Linked DNA regions of Mus musculus: regions 2 and 3 are each linked to region 1. Evidence: chromatin contacts called from public HiChIP or PLAC-seq data. All regions are on one chromosome and are shown on one strand. Each heading gives the region's core, a stretch centred on a gene start, on an enhancer-like site or on the middle of the called end of the contact. The rest is flanking DNA. Distances are from core to core; before and after follow the strand shown.

Region 1 (3,534 bases), core at 294-2,793:
TGGCTCGCAATGACTAGTGATGGCTGAATTAAGAAGTATCAAGAAGGTCACTTGGTCACTTTTCTCTGGAAAGCTGTCCCGACTATTCTAACCGCTGCCCAGTCTTGGTCTGACCCTCCCCAGGGTCCCTGCCCTCTCTGCTTTCTGGTCACAGCATCAGCCTGCAGGTTCCTAGTGGTGCCTTTGACAGGCAGGACAATGGGCTTCCTTCCCAGACTCCACCTTCAGGGGAATCAGCCTTGCTGCCTTAGGGTTTTGCCCCAGTGTTTGAAACAAGGAAGACATTCGGTAAATGTTTGTAAAAAGGGGAGAGAATTCCTTCATTCAACAAACATTTATTGACCTTTTCAACTGCAGCCCTCAACAGCCCCACATGTTCTTAGGCTGCCTCTCTCCATCCCTGTAGATGTACTGGAAAGGGTTAGTATGCCTAGCTTCATCACTAAGACCAGGTGGTAATTATGAACATTATCTGAGACAGGTCCCCACATAGCCTCACGCTTGTACCTTGAGGAACTCAAGATTCAGAGAGAGGAGGAAATAATTTGCCTAAGGTCACACGGACGGTCTAGTTGAGGCTGACCTTCACCAACCCATTCTCCAGTTCCCAGACCTACTGCCTGAGACAGGGTTGGTCCAGGGTTTTCTTGGGACAGTCCCAGTGGAAGAAATCCTCCCAGTTCCCTTTGCCTGGATCGCCAGCCTGCCCTTCAATGCCTCTTCAGTTGTGAGACAGCCAAGTCCAGCTTGTTCACAGCCCAGCAGCTGTGAGCCCCTTACCCCTTATCCCCTCCCGGTGCTGCCTTGGGCTGAGCACCCCACCCCCAGTACCCCCAGAGGCCCCATTTGGGGAAAGGGAGGAGGGAGGAAAAGAGAAACCCACGGGGCCTCCAGGGCACAGCCCTTGAGGAGCCCCGGTGTTTGGTTTCAATTAGGAGGAGAAATTCCAGGAAGCCAGGCCAGTGCTGGGGGGAGGGGGTGTGCAGAGCAGGGTTTAGAAAGAGGAGGCTCCTGGAATCCAGCCTCCGGAAGAGGCTCCCAGAGGGCTGAGCTCAGGGCCAGTTGGGGAGCTGTGTGACCTGTAGGGCCAGGCTCCTGTCCCAGGTCGGTGTGTACCTTCAGAGTGGCTAAGAAGTGGGCCAGGTGCCTGTTATCCTATAGATTCTCAAGACTCAGGGAACAGGGGCCAGCATTGCCTCGCTCCTGTTCTTGCTAACATTGTTCTGGAAATTCCAGCTTGGGGTGGGGAGGGCGCCTGATGACAACGCAGTCAGCCACATACCGAGATGGCCTTAGCCAGGAGTCGAGCCAGCCCAGGAGCCCCAGGTGCAAACACAACAACAGCTATGCAGGATAGTCCCCTGGAGACAGATGGAGCACCCAGGAGCAGGGAGTTGAGAAGCCAAGAGGAGAACGGATGCCCCTGTCCTGTTCACCCTGCCCACCTTGGCACACTGCCTCTGCTACTTGGCACCCAGCAAGCGCTGGGTAGAGTCTTGCCACATTGATGGCGATGAGCTCTGTTGGGAAATTTCAAAGGAAGTTTCTTAGAAAAGGGTTGTATCTAAGTGAGAAACAGGTAAGGATCAGCCCGTAGCACAGCGGGCACCTCACAGTGTGCTGACAGAAGTTGGGACATTACCCTGCAAGCCATAGGGATCTCCTAAGAGAAAACCAGGGGACCATTCAAGCAAAGACCTATAGTTCGCAGCAGTATTAGGGAAGCAGAGCTGGCTTCATGACAGAGCTCACTCTTGGCTGCCAGGTCCCCAGCTGTCCACTCAATGTCGCTTCTTTTCTGCCAGTCCCTGCCACTGTCAGAAATCTTGGCTGCTTGGGGTCTGTCACTTCAGTGCTGAGTGACTCTGGGTTACATGCCCTAGACCAGAAGGCAGACCAACAGATCTTCCCAGGTGTGGCACAGGCTATGAGTGGGATGGGGCAGTGAGGTTCCAAAGTTCACAGACCAAGCCATAGAAAAACGGAGCCTCTGCCCTGTTGTCATGGTGGCAAACATCTTTAATCCCAGCATCCAGGAGGCAGAGGCTGGTGACCTCTGTGAATTCAAGACTGAAAAAAAAAAAAAAAAAAAAAAAGCCGGGCGTTGTGGTGCATACCTTTAATCTCAGGAGGCAGAGGCAGGCAGATTTCTGAGTTCGAGGCCAGCCTGGTCTGCAAAGTGAGTTCCAGGACAGCCAGGGCTATACAGAGAAACCCTGTCTTGGAAAAAAAAAAAAAAAAAAAAAAAAAGCCACCATGTGGTTTTTGGGAATTGAACTCAGGACCTCTGGAAGAGCAGTTGGTGCTCTTAACCACTGAGCCATCATCTCTCCAGCACACCCTCCTCTGCTTTAGATTTATTTTTATTTCCTGTGCATTTTTGTTTTGCCTGCAGGTATGTCTGTGTGAGAACGCCAGATCCTCTGAAACTGGAGTTCCAGACAGCTGTGAGCTGCCATGCAGGTTCTGAGAATCGAACCTGGGTCCTGTGGAAGAGCAGCCGGTACTCTTAGCTTCTGAGTCATCTCTCCAACCCTCTTTTGTTTAGTTTTAATTTTTATTTGGGGTTTGGAGATATACCCTTGTGGAGGTCAGAGGACAACTTTCAAGGGTTAGTTCTGTCCTACATTCAGGATTCAAACTCAGGAGGTCAAGCATAGACAGCAAACAGTTTTACCTGAAGAGCTATCTGCCCCCCTTGTTTTGTTTTGGTTTTTTGTTGTTGTTGTTGTTGTTGTTGTTGTTGTTTTTTAAGACAGAGATGGGGGTTGGGGGGGCTGGTGAGATGGCTCATTGGGTAAGAGCACCCAACTACTCTTCCAGGCTGCTCTTCCGAAGGTCCGGAGTTCAAATTCCAGCAACCACATAGTGGCTCACAACCATCCGTAACAAGATCTGACGCCCTCTTCTGGAGTGTCTGAAGACAGCTACAGTGTACTTACATATAAATAAATAAATCTTTAAAAAAAAAAAAAAAAGACAGAGATAGGGTTTCTCCAGGTTGCCTTGGCCATCCTGGAACTAATGCTGTAGTCCAGGCTGGTCTTGAATTCATGGAGATGCACCTGCCTCTGCCTTCTGAGTGCTGGAATTTAAAGTGTGCACCACCACGTGGCTCAGCTCAAGTTCCTTTAGGTTGTGTCTTCAATTAACAAAGGCTCAGTTTAAGGCTGGTGTGAGGGTTGATATGTCTCTTAAAACCTTTATATTTATTGTAAGACAGTCCTGTTTATATCTGCAGCCAGCCTTGAACACTCAACCTCCTGAGTGCCAGGGTTACAGGCATTTGCCACCACACCTGGTGTTAATGCCTTTCTTAACCTGGTAAATCTGCCTGTGTGGCAGAGAGAGAGTCCTAGCAGACAGAGACATCTAAGCTAGAATTGGTTCGTCTTCCTTGCATTTATTTTTATCTCTGCCTTCTGTTTTTTGGAAAGTCATGCTGGTTTTCCATTTCGAGTCCTGATGCAGTTTCCTTGTTAAATAAAGTTTTGCAAAACTGAACTAATTCAAAAGAAAACACTAAGTCACCAT
Region 2 (3,534 bases), core at 560-3,059, 170 kb after region 1:
GGGGTCAGGGCTGCTTTTAGTGTAATTCTCTTGGCAGTACAGTTTTCATGGCATTGCTAAGGTTCATAGATTCTTCAAATCAGCTGATCAGCACTTAACCCTCTGGTTCCACTGGCAAGAGTTGGTGCCAGTGAAACACCAGCCCTATTTGGCCTTTTAATGAAGCAGCTTCCTAATCTCCTGCTGAAGTCTGTCCTCTTGACTTGTTCCCTCAGCTTTGGCCATTCTGATCCCTTGTTCTTTGGTCTAGCCCCCAACAGGAGTTTCTAGGGGAAGTGAAGGCAGGGAAGTAGGCTGTGGGTTCAGGAGCTTCTGCTTCTGTTCCTAGCAGGCGTGTTCGGATGAGCTTAATGGAGACCTACTCTCAGGCTCCAGGGACTGCATGGCTTTCTGTCACCAGAAGATGCCTGAGCACCTTTTGAGTTTCGTTTCTCCCTTGCCTATAAAACAGCCTACTTCATCAGCTCTGAATTGAACCAGGGAGCATAAGAATGGTTTGAAATTGTATAGGACTCCTTCCCAAGGCCAGCAGTCAATCATTTATTCATTTGGCACAGACACAGTTGCTGCTTCAGCCTGGCTGTAGTGGCCACACTTGTCAGGTGCCATCCTGGACCTCCATGTCAAGTGCTCTCCCACAGCTCTTAATTATAAAACTCCAGTTTCTCAGTATAGCATCTGGAGCCCTGTCTGGTCTGTCCCCATCATCCTCACTCCATTGATAGAACAGTTCTTGGTCCCTAGGGCAAGGATCAGATCTGTTGCTCTCGGGTCTGGTCTCTGTTCGTCCATCAGTCTGTATGTATTCTTCTCCCAACTGCCGAGTTCTCTCCTAGGAGTGAAGGGTCTTAGGTCAGTATTCAAGAAGCCTTTGACAGAGTCTGGCCATTATCTTTGTTCCAAGGTCAAAATGGACAAACCCAACACATGGGTCTAACCCAGTCCCTCTTCCTGAAGGTGGCTTTAACTAATCCCAATAGCTCTGAAGTTGTCGGAATAGTCTGGATCTGATCTGGAAAAGTGGCCTTGTTTTCTAAGTCCTGGTCCCAGTGACATTAGAGGAGGTGGACGTGGGAGGCACAAGAGGAAATCGTATTCCAGGTTTACCTGTTCTGCCGTTGAAGGACCTTGTATCAAGTGGGATTCTTGAGTGAGTAATAAGGAAAAGATAGGGTGTTCCTAAAGAACTCTAGGAGGTGGACAGGACCGTGAGTGACAGCTTCACATATTAGCAGCTGCCTAACGGTGCTAGCTGGCTGCTGGCACTGACCTGAGTACTTGACTCTTGGCACCACAGACTTGTGATTGTCTTACAGGCATGTTAAGATCTTCACAGGCACAGGCCAGGCCCCTGCCATAACTCTGGCTTCTTTCATCCCCCAGAGTCCCTCCCTCTGCCAGAGTTCTCCAACAATCATGTCTGAGCCCATGTGGCAGTGGACCAAAGGCCTCAAACCTGCATGTTTCCAGAACTCTGGTATCTACCAGGCCCATGCCTGTTGTTTCACCTTAACTGAGAAGAGAAGAGAGTCCCAGGGCATTTAGGCATGTCAGGGAGGGAGAGGTTTGAGAAACCACACTGATGGAGCAAAATGAAACCAGCAGCCTCCTGATCTCTTCTGGAGTCTGCTGTTTGGTGGGTGTTGGAGGTGGAATTCTGGGCATTTTGGATGTGTGGCTTCCAGGGCTCAGTTACCTGCTTGCTGGTGGCTGTGAAGTCGTGGATTGTCTGTTGGCAGAGCTGTGTGCACAAGTGTCTGGAGGCCGTCCAGCAGAGCAGGAGTCTCTGGGTAGATGAGGCCAGCCTCCTTAGCATGCGCCTCACTTTCATGGTGCTGTTGTGATTAACAGCAGAGCAGAGCCGGCAGGCGGGGCGGAGGCCGGCAGGAGCCAGCTGCATCAGAAACACTGTCCAATTTCAGAGTAAATGACAGTTTTTAGGGGGTGGGAAGCAGAATGCTGTGGCAAAGCAGGAATATTCTCCCTGTGTCCTGAGGAACTGATATGATTGCTATCAAGGTCCATTTCTAATGCCCACATATTCCCAAAACATGTTATGTTGCCCTGAATTGAAGTCAGAGAGCACATCTGCCATCAGGACCCTGCTAGGAACCCTCAGGGAGGAGACTGTGGGAACCTTGACCCAGCCAGTGCTGTGGCAGATTCCAGCAAGGTCACAGAGCCTGCTCATAGAGAGAAGATAATGACTTTCCTCCATCCCCATGATACAAGGTGGGAATTAGCACCCTGGACAGCTGTTAGCTCTCTTGGGGCTGTGGGGGGGGGGGGTCCCCATGGCCACAAGCCCTGATTTCTGATGTGAGAAAGAAGTAGAGAAACAGCTCGGGAAGAAATGGATGTGTGATCCACGGATAACCCAGTCTAATGGTGACTCCCTTCCAGGAGCTCCCCCAGGTTAAAGTCCTGTCCCAGGTCCAGGTCCCTATCTTTCTGTAAGCACACCTTTTCCTGAACTAGGGCTGCCTAACTCCATCCTCTGTGCCCACATTGTCTACCTTTCTTCGTCCAGGGCACATCTACACCCACCAGGCCCTGCCACCTATGATTCTATCATGGCCACTGCTGCCTAAATACTTCCTGCATTTAGTTTCTGTCTCTGAAGCTGCTGTGGTCATAGTTACACTTCAGTCTCCCACCAGGCTTCAACTCCTGAGGGAAAGGCAGGGTGCTGCCTGTTTGTGACGCTTGGTACAGCGGCTGGTACCCTCAAATGCACTGACTGTAGTATGCTGTGAGCCCTGACCATTAGTCTAAATACTGGATATTTTTTCTTTGTCCCTACAAAAAGGTGGCCAGTTAAGCAGATAACAGACACCCGGTGTCTAGCAGGGAGATCCCAAGGTTTCAGTGGCTCCCAAATCACCTCTCCTCTTTGCCCCATCCCAACCATCCCCCATGCATTTAAGATTAGACCTGATGAACCCAGAGACTCCTCCTCGAACCTCAGTCCTTAGAAAAGGGGCCGAGCAGTCTGAACCCGCTGAAAGATTGCAAATGCTCATGTCCCAGACAAGAGGAACCCAGCACTGTACCAGGGATGAAGTAATCAAGGTCAAGGGAGGACTGGGGGTGGGGTGGGGGACGCATGTGTGGAGGTCAAGGTCAGCTTCTGAATCAGTTTCTTTCTTCCACATAGTCCAAGGATCAAGCCTCAGTTGTTCAGCTTTGCAGCCATGTATCTTTACCAGGGAGCTATCTTACCAGCCCCTAATCTTTTATGCTGTGGTAGTGAACTGTGGTTTATTCAGGACCAAAAGACAAGCAAACTAGGCCAGTAGAGAGAGAGCATGTTTGCCAGCCTCTGACTTGCATTCACTCTGGCTATTTCCCATGGGATAAACCTTGGTTCTCTGCCTTAAGGTCACTGGTTTGTCATGCCCTCCCCCATTGCAAACTCACTGTGTAGCTAAGGCTACCTTTGAACCCTAGGTCCTCCAGCCTTTATACTTCTCAAGTGTGTGTGTCATCAGGCTCGACTCCATTTTCTTCTTTGCAAATAGTTGGCTTTTATTG
Region 3 (3,534 bases), core at 446-2,945, 150 kb after region 1:
GGGTATGCCTAGGAGCAGTGTGTTCTGAGAAGTGTGGCTGTGTGCAGACATGTATGTGTGTATGGTATTTGGATGAGGGCTAGCGGTAAGTTAGAGGAAGACTGTCGATTTAATCTTGTGGATACAGTACCTACTCTTGCTAGGCAGGATTTCTGCAGGAATTTTACTCACCCAGATAATATTTACTGAGACAGCATCTCTGCTCCACAAACCACACTCACCATCCCTGAGATGACAGCTGGCTAATTTAATAAGGAATTAACAGTCAGGTGTGACAGTCGCCGTGCTGAGGAACACAGGGAAGATGAGGGGCATCTTAGAGCAGTCTTATCTTCAGTTTATGTGTGCTACACCTGGCAGATCCCAAAACATATCCACAGATAACTTGATTGATAGCCTTCAGATCATGCTGGATCCAGAACAGAAGTAGGAAGGAAACTGGTCGTTTGTGGTCGTGCCTGACCCTTTGCTTTGAGAGCAGACCAGTCTGCACTCTCTATGAGACTCCTGAGAACTGGCCAGGGTGAATGTCCTAATTCTGCTGAACAGGAGTGTGGGGTCTCCTCACAGCCGATTACTACGCCAACAGAATTGGAGACACGTGGAATGGCTGTTTGGCTTCTAGGGAAACCTGTAAATATCAGAGCTATTGCCTGTTTTGCGCGCACGCACACACACCCCAGAGTCCATCATTAGAGGTGTGACCATTGCCTTTCCTCAGTGCCACTCCTTTTAGTTTGTTTGGAGCCCTGAATAGCTGGAAAGGCGATTACAGGCGACAGGACCAGTCTCTTCGGTCTAGTCCATTACAGCCAACCAAATAGTGTGTGACTAGGCCTCAAGGAGATTGGTTGGCTCAGTGTAGGGACTGAGAGGGCTCCCTCACAATGTGACTGCTCACAAGGAAGAGGCACCCAGGCCATGTGGTATTTGTTGGTGGTGTGATGTTCTTTGCACAAAGACTGAGTCTTCACACTTGGTGTGACCTCAGGTCTTGCCCCTTAGCCCTTCATTCTGTAAAACAAGAGCTTGGGGCTCTGAGAAGGCCAGAGTGGCCTTATTCTTGGTCTCCCGCCTGTTTCTGTCAGTTCCCATGGAGCTGAGCTGCAGGTGTTGGGCCCTTTTATGTCTGTCTGAAGATATGATAGAGGGAAGAAATGTGGACTTTGAAGTCGGATCCACCAGGCTGGAGTCTTAGACTGCTACTTGCTGGCCTGCCATGCAGCCTGGGGCAGGTCAGCTCTCTGAGCTTCTCTTCTCTCTGTAACTCAGGGAAGCTAATACCTCAACTGTAGGACTGTAGAGAGGATCAGAGATAAGCACATTAAAGGCCAGACTTCGGGAGGTGCCTGCTAACATGTCAACTGTTGCTGTCTTGTGTGTCACCTCCGGGGGGAGGAGAGACTTAGCATAGGAGCCTGGAGGCCTCATCTGTAAGCCCCTCATTGCAGCTTCGTGCCCACTTTTGGCTCCTGCCTTCCTGCTCTGTTGATGGCAGTGCCTGTTGGTTTCTTGGGCTGGCTTCACAGTCTCTATACAAGGCCCTCAGTGGAGGCCCTCAATGTCTCTGCCTGTACAAGAGCCAGGCTGGGCCTGAAGTCTGGTCAGAAGGGCTATCAGTACTAGCTCCACCCGGCAGCTGGGTTGGAGGCTACTAGAGTGGACAGTAGCAGGCAGGCACTGAGTGCCCAGTTCCTCATGGTGTTTGGTCCAATTTCCTTTGCATTGTGACCTACATCATTCTTTATTTGCTAAACCCTCTGAGCAGGCAGCAGTAATAAATCAATTAATGACTCCGATGAATCGTTTAATGGCTGACAAAATAACACTAAAGCCAACAGCTTGCATCTCTCCAGCAGTACCAAAGGACGCTGGTTGATGGGGGCGGGGGGGGGGGCGACGACGAAACAGAGACTGTTAGCGAAATTAGCCCAATTAGTTGTGCTTTAAAGGCTTAGGAGGCATCTGCTCAGCTCTGAGCTTCCGAGTGGGGAGTGGGGCATGCTTGAGGGCTGGCAGCATGAACCGCAGTGGGCGGCTCCTCATGGCTACCTGAGGCCAGGCAAGGGAGCCCAAGGATTCCAGTCCGCTCTACTGTGCAGAAGAGACCAGGGTAGGCTTGAGCTGTACACTCCTTCCCCACCCATGCTTTGCTATGAGGGACCCTGGTGACGTTTTGCAACTGAAAAGCGTCATTGTGTCAAAGCAGAGGATGAGGAAACATGACTCTGAACCTGCTGTATTGAGTACCAGCTGAGGAGGCGTGGGCTCCCATCCTTGAAAGATATGTGGAGGACTTTGCCTTTAATAACTCCTTTTAAACTCGAAGCAAAAAGTTCCTAGAGGCAATGGCTTCTGTTTGCTGTGTACCTTGGTCCCAGCAGGATTAAGTTGTCATTGGACCTGAGCTAGTATGCAGGTCCACGCCAGGGAATTTTCCACTCTGCAGGAGCACCTGCCAGCCTTCTTGTTCAGGAGCTGTCACTGGCCTACTGTGACATGTTTGTGGTTGTAAGTAGCTCTTTAAGACAGCAGGCAGTGTGTGCATGTATGTATGTGTGTTTTGCTAATGGCGTAAGTGATCACTGTACACAGAGCATGCTGTACGGGATCCATTGACCTACTGCATGGTATTCATCCAGGGGCTCTGCTCTCCCTCGGCCTCACAGCCTCGTGTGCATGGACAGGCTAAGCTCTGCCTGGTGCAGCCCACACTACGGGCTTGAGAGAGTTTCTGCTTACAGAGGAGGGCACCCTGGCTAGCGTCCAAGGCACAACTGGGTGGCTTTAGCAACCTGGGACTGTACCCCTTACCACGAGGCACCTTTTGATCCAGTTCCCAGAGTAACCTGGTGAGTCCTAGGACAGATGGACCAGCCTGCGATATGGTGGCCTTCTCTCTCAGTCCTTTTCTTTTGAAAAGGACTAATGTGCCTTTCTTTTATCTTGTTTCTTTTCTTCCTCCTGTCTGTCTGTCTTTTTTCACTCTTCCAAGGTGGCCACTGAGGAGAGACTACTTGTTAGAAGTGTAGCTACTTGAGAGCAGACCTTCATCTGTCTTCCCTTCAGTGCCCCCCTCCTGACATACCCATATGTCACTCTATTCCTAGACTCCCCTGCTCACGCTGTGCTCGGTGTCTGGGATCCCAGCTACTTGACCTAGGCAGGAGGATTTCTTGAGCTCAGAAATAGGAATTCAAGGCCAGCCTGGACAACAGAGTGAAATCCTCACCTCACAAATGAGCAAATACATGAAACTCAGAAAGCTAGGCCTATCTGTCATTGTCCACTTCTGTATCAGGCTCAGAACCACCAATTGTTCAGCACCTGCCTTGCCAACATAACAAGATGCCTTACCTGATAGTCCCAACAGGGGCCCAGACTTCCATTCCTCTGTGTGTAACCATGAATCGCCGAATGAGGACATGTGCGGTGTACAGGTGTTCCCAGCTCCTGGTGACTCAAAGGACAGTACAGGCCTGTATTTAGTCATTCATCCCAAACTGGGAGGAGAGAAGTTGGGATTTACCAAGA

What was found. HiChIP or PLAC-seq counts read pairs in DNA pulled down with a chosen protein or histone mark.
Region 2: an H3K4me3 HiChIP or PLAC-seq map of forebrain shows a contact between it and region 1, with 4 times the contacts expected there. The contact joins two enhancer-like sites. A contact is called at or near these places in 5 of 39 promoter capture datasets (cranial neural crest, frontonasal cranial neural crest, liver and 2 more), 2 of 15 datasets of contacts at CTCF or cohesin (the NIH/3T3 cell line and stem cell-derived epiblast-like cells), 12 of 484 Hi-C or Micro-C datasets (the N1E-115 cell line, the Patski cell line, bone marrow-derived macrophages and 8 more), 30 of 115 datasets of contacts at active chromatin or transcription factors (the 230-238 cell line, DN3 thymocytes, the HPC-7 cell line and 23 more) and 4 of 9 other capture datasets (adipose tissue, embryonic trunk, liver and 1 more).
Region 3: a contact with region 1 is called in an H3K4me3 HiChIP or PLAC-seq map of forebrain, with 3 times the contacts expected there. The contact joins two enhancer-like sites. A contact is called at or near these places in 1 of 39 promoter capture datasets (hippocampal neurons), 1 of 15 datasets of contacts at CTCF or cohesin (the NIH/3T3 cell line), 61 of 484 Hi-C or Micro-C datasets (the AML12 cell line, B cells, CD4 T cells and 42 more) and 30 of 115 datasets of contacts at active chromatin or transcription factors (the 230-238 cell line, the HPC-7 cell line, the NIH/3T3 cell line and 23 more).

What each region holds. Positions count from the first base shown.
Region 1 is chr4:106,847,143-106,850,676 of GRCm38.p6, forward strand. No RefSeq gene overlaps it. Among named protein-coding and RNA genes, the nearest start is that of Gm31125, 8.7 kb to the left of the region's middle. Within about 2 kb of position 1,544, at least 225 of the 459 cell types and tissues checked have an H3K27ac peak or open chromatin away from gene starts, as enhancers often do. A contact at or near this core is called in the G1E-ER4 cell line, the N1E-115 cell line, cerebellum and 6 more, where this site is marked.
Region 2 is chr4:107,017,407-107,020,940 of GRCm38.p6, forward strand. All of the region lies in intron 5 of Ssbp3 (single-stranded DNA binding protein 3), which reads left to right. It overlaps Gm12786 (a long non-coding RNA gene), which reads right to left. Exons shown (of 3, transcript XR_003955090.1): 3 at 1,461-1,908. Among named protein-coding and RNA genes, the nearest start is that of Gm12786, 8.0 kb to the right of the region's middle. Within about 2 kb of position 1,810, at least 43 of the 459 cell types and tissues checked have an H3K27ac peak or open chromatin away from gene starts, as enhancers often do. A contact at or near this core is called in the N1E-115 cell line, forebrain, liver and 3 more, where this site is marked.
Region 3 is chr4:107,000,281-107,003,814 of GRCm38.p6, forward strand. All of the region lies in intron 4 of Ssbp3 (single-stranded DNA binding protein 3), which reads left to right. Among named protein-coding and RNA genes, the nearest start is that of Gm12786, 25 kb to the right of the region's middle. Within about 2 kb of position 1,696, at least 30 of the 459 cell types and tissues checked have an H3K27ac peak or open chromatin away from gene starts, as enhancers often do. A contact at or near this core is called in the G1E-ER4 cell line, the N1E-115 cell line, cerebellum and 2 more, where this site is marked.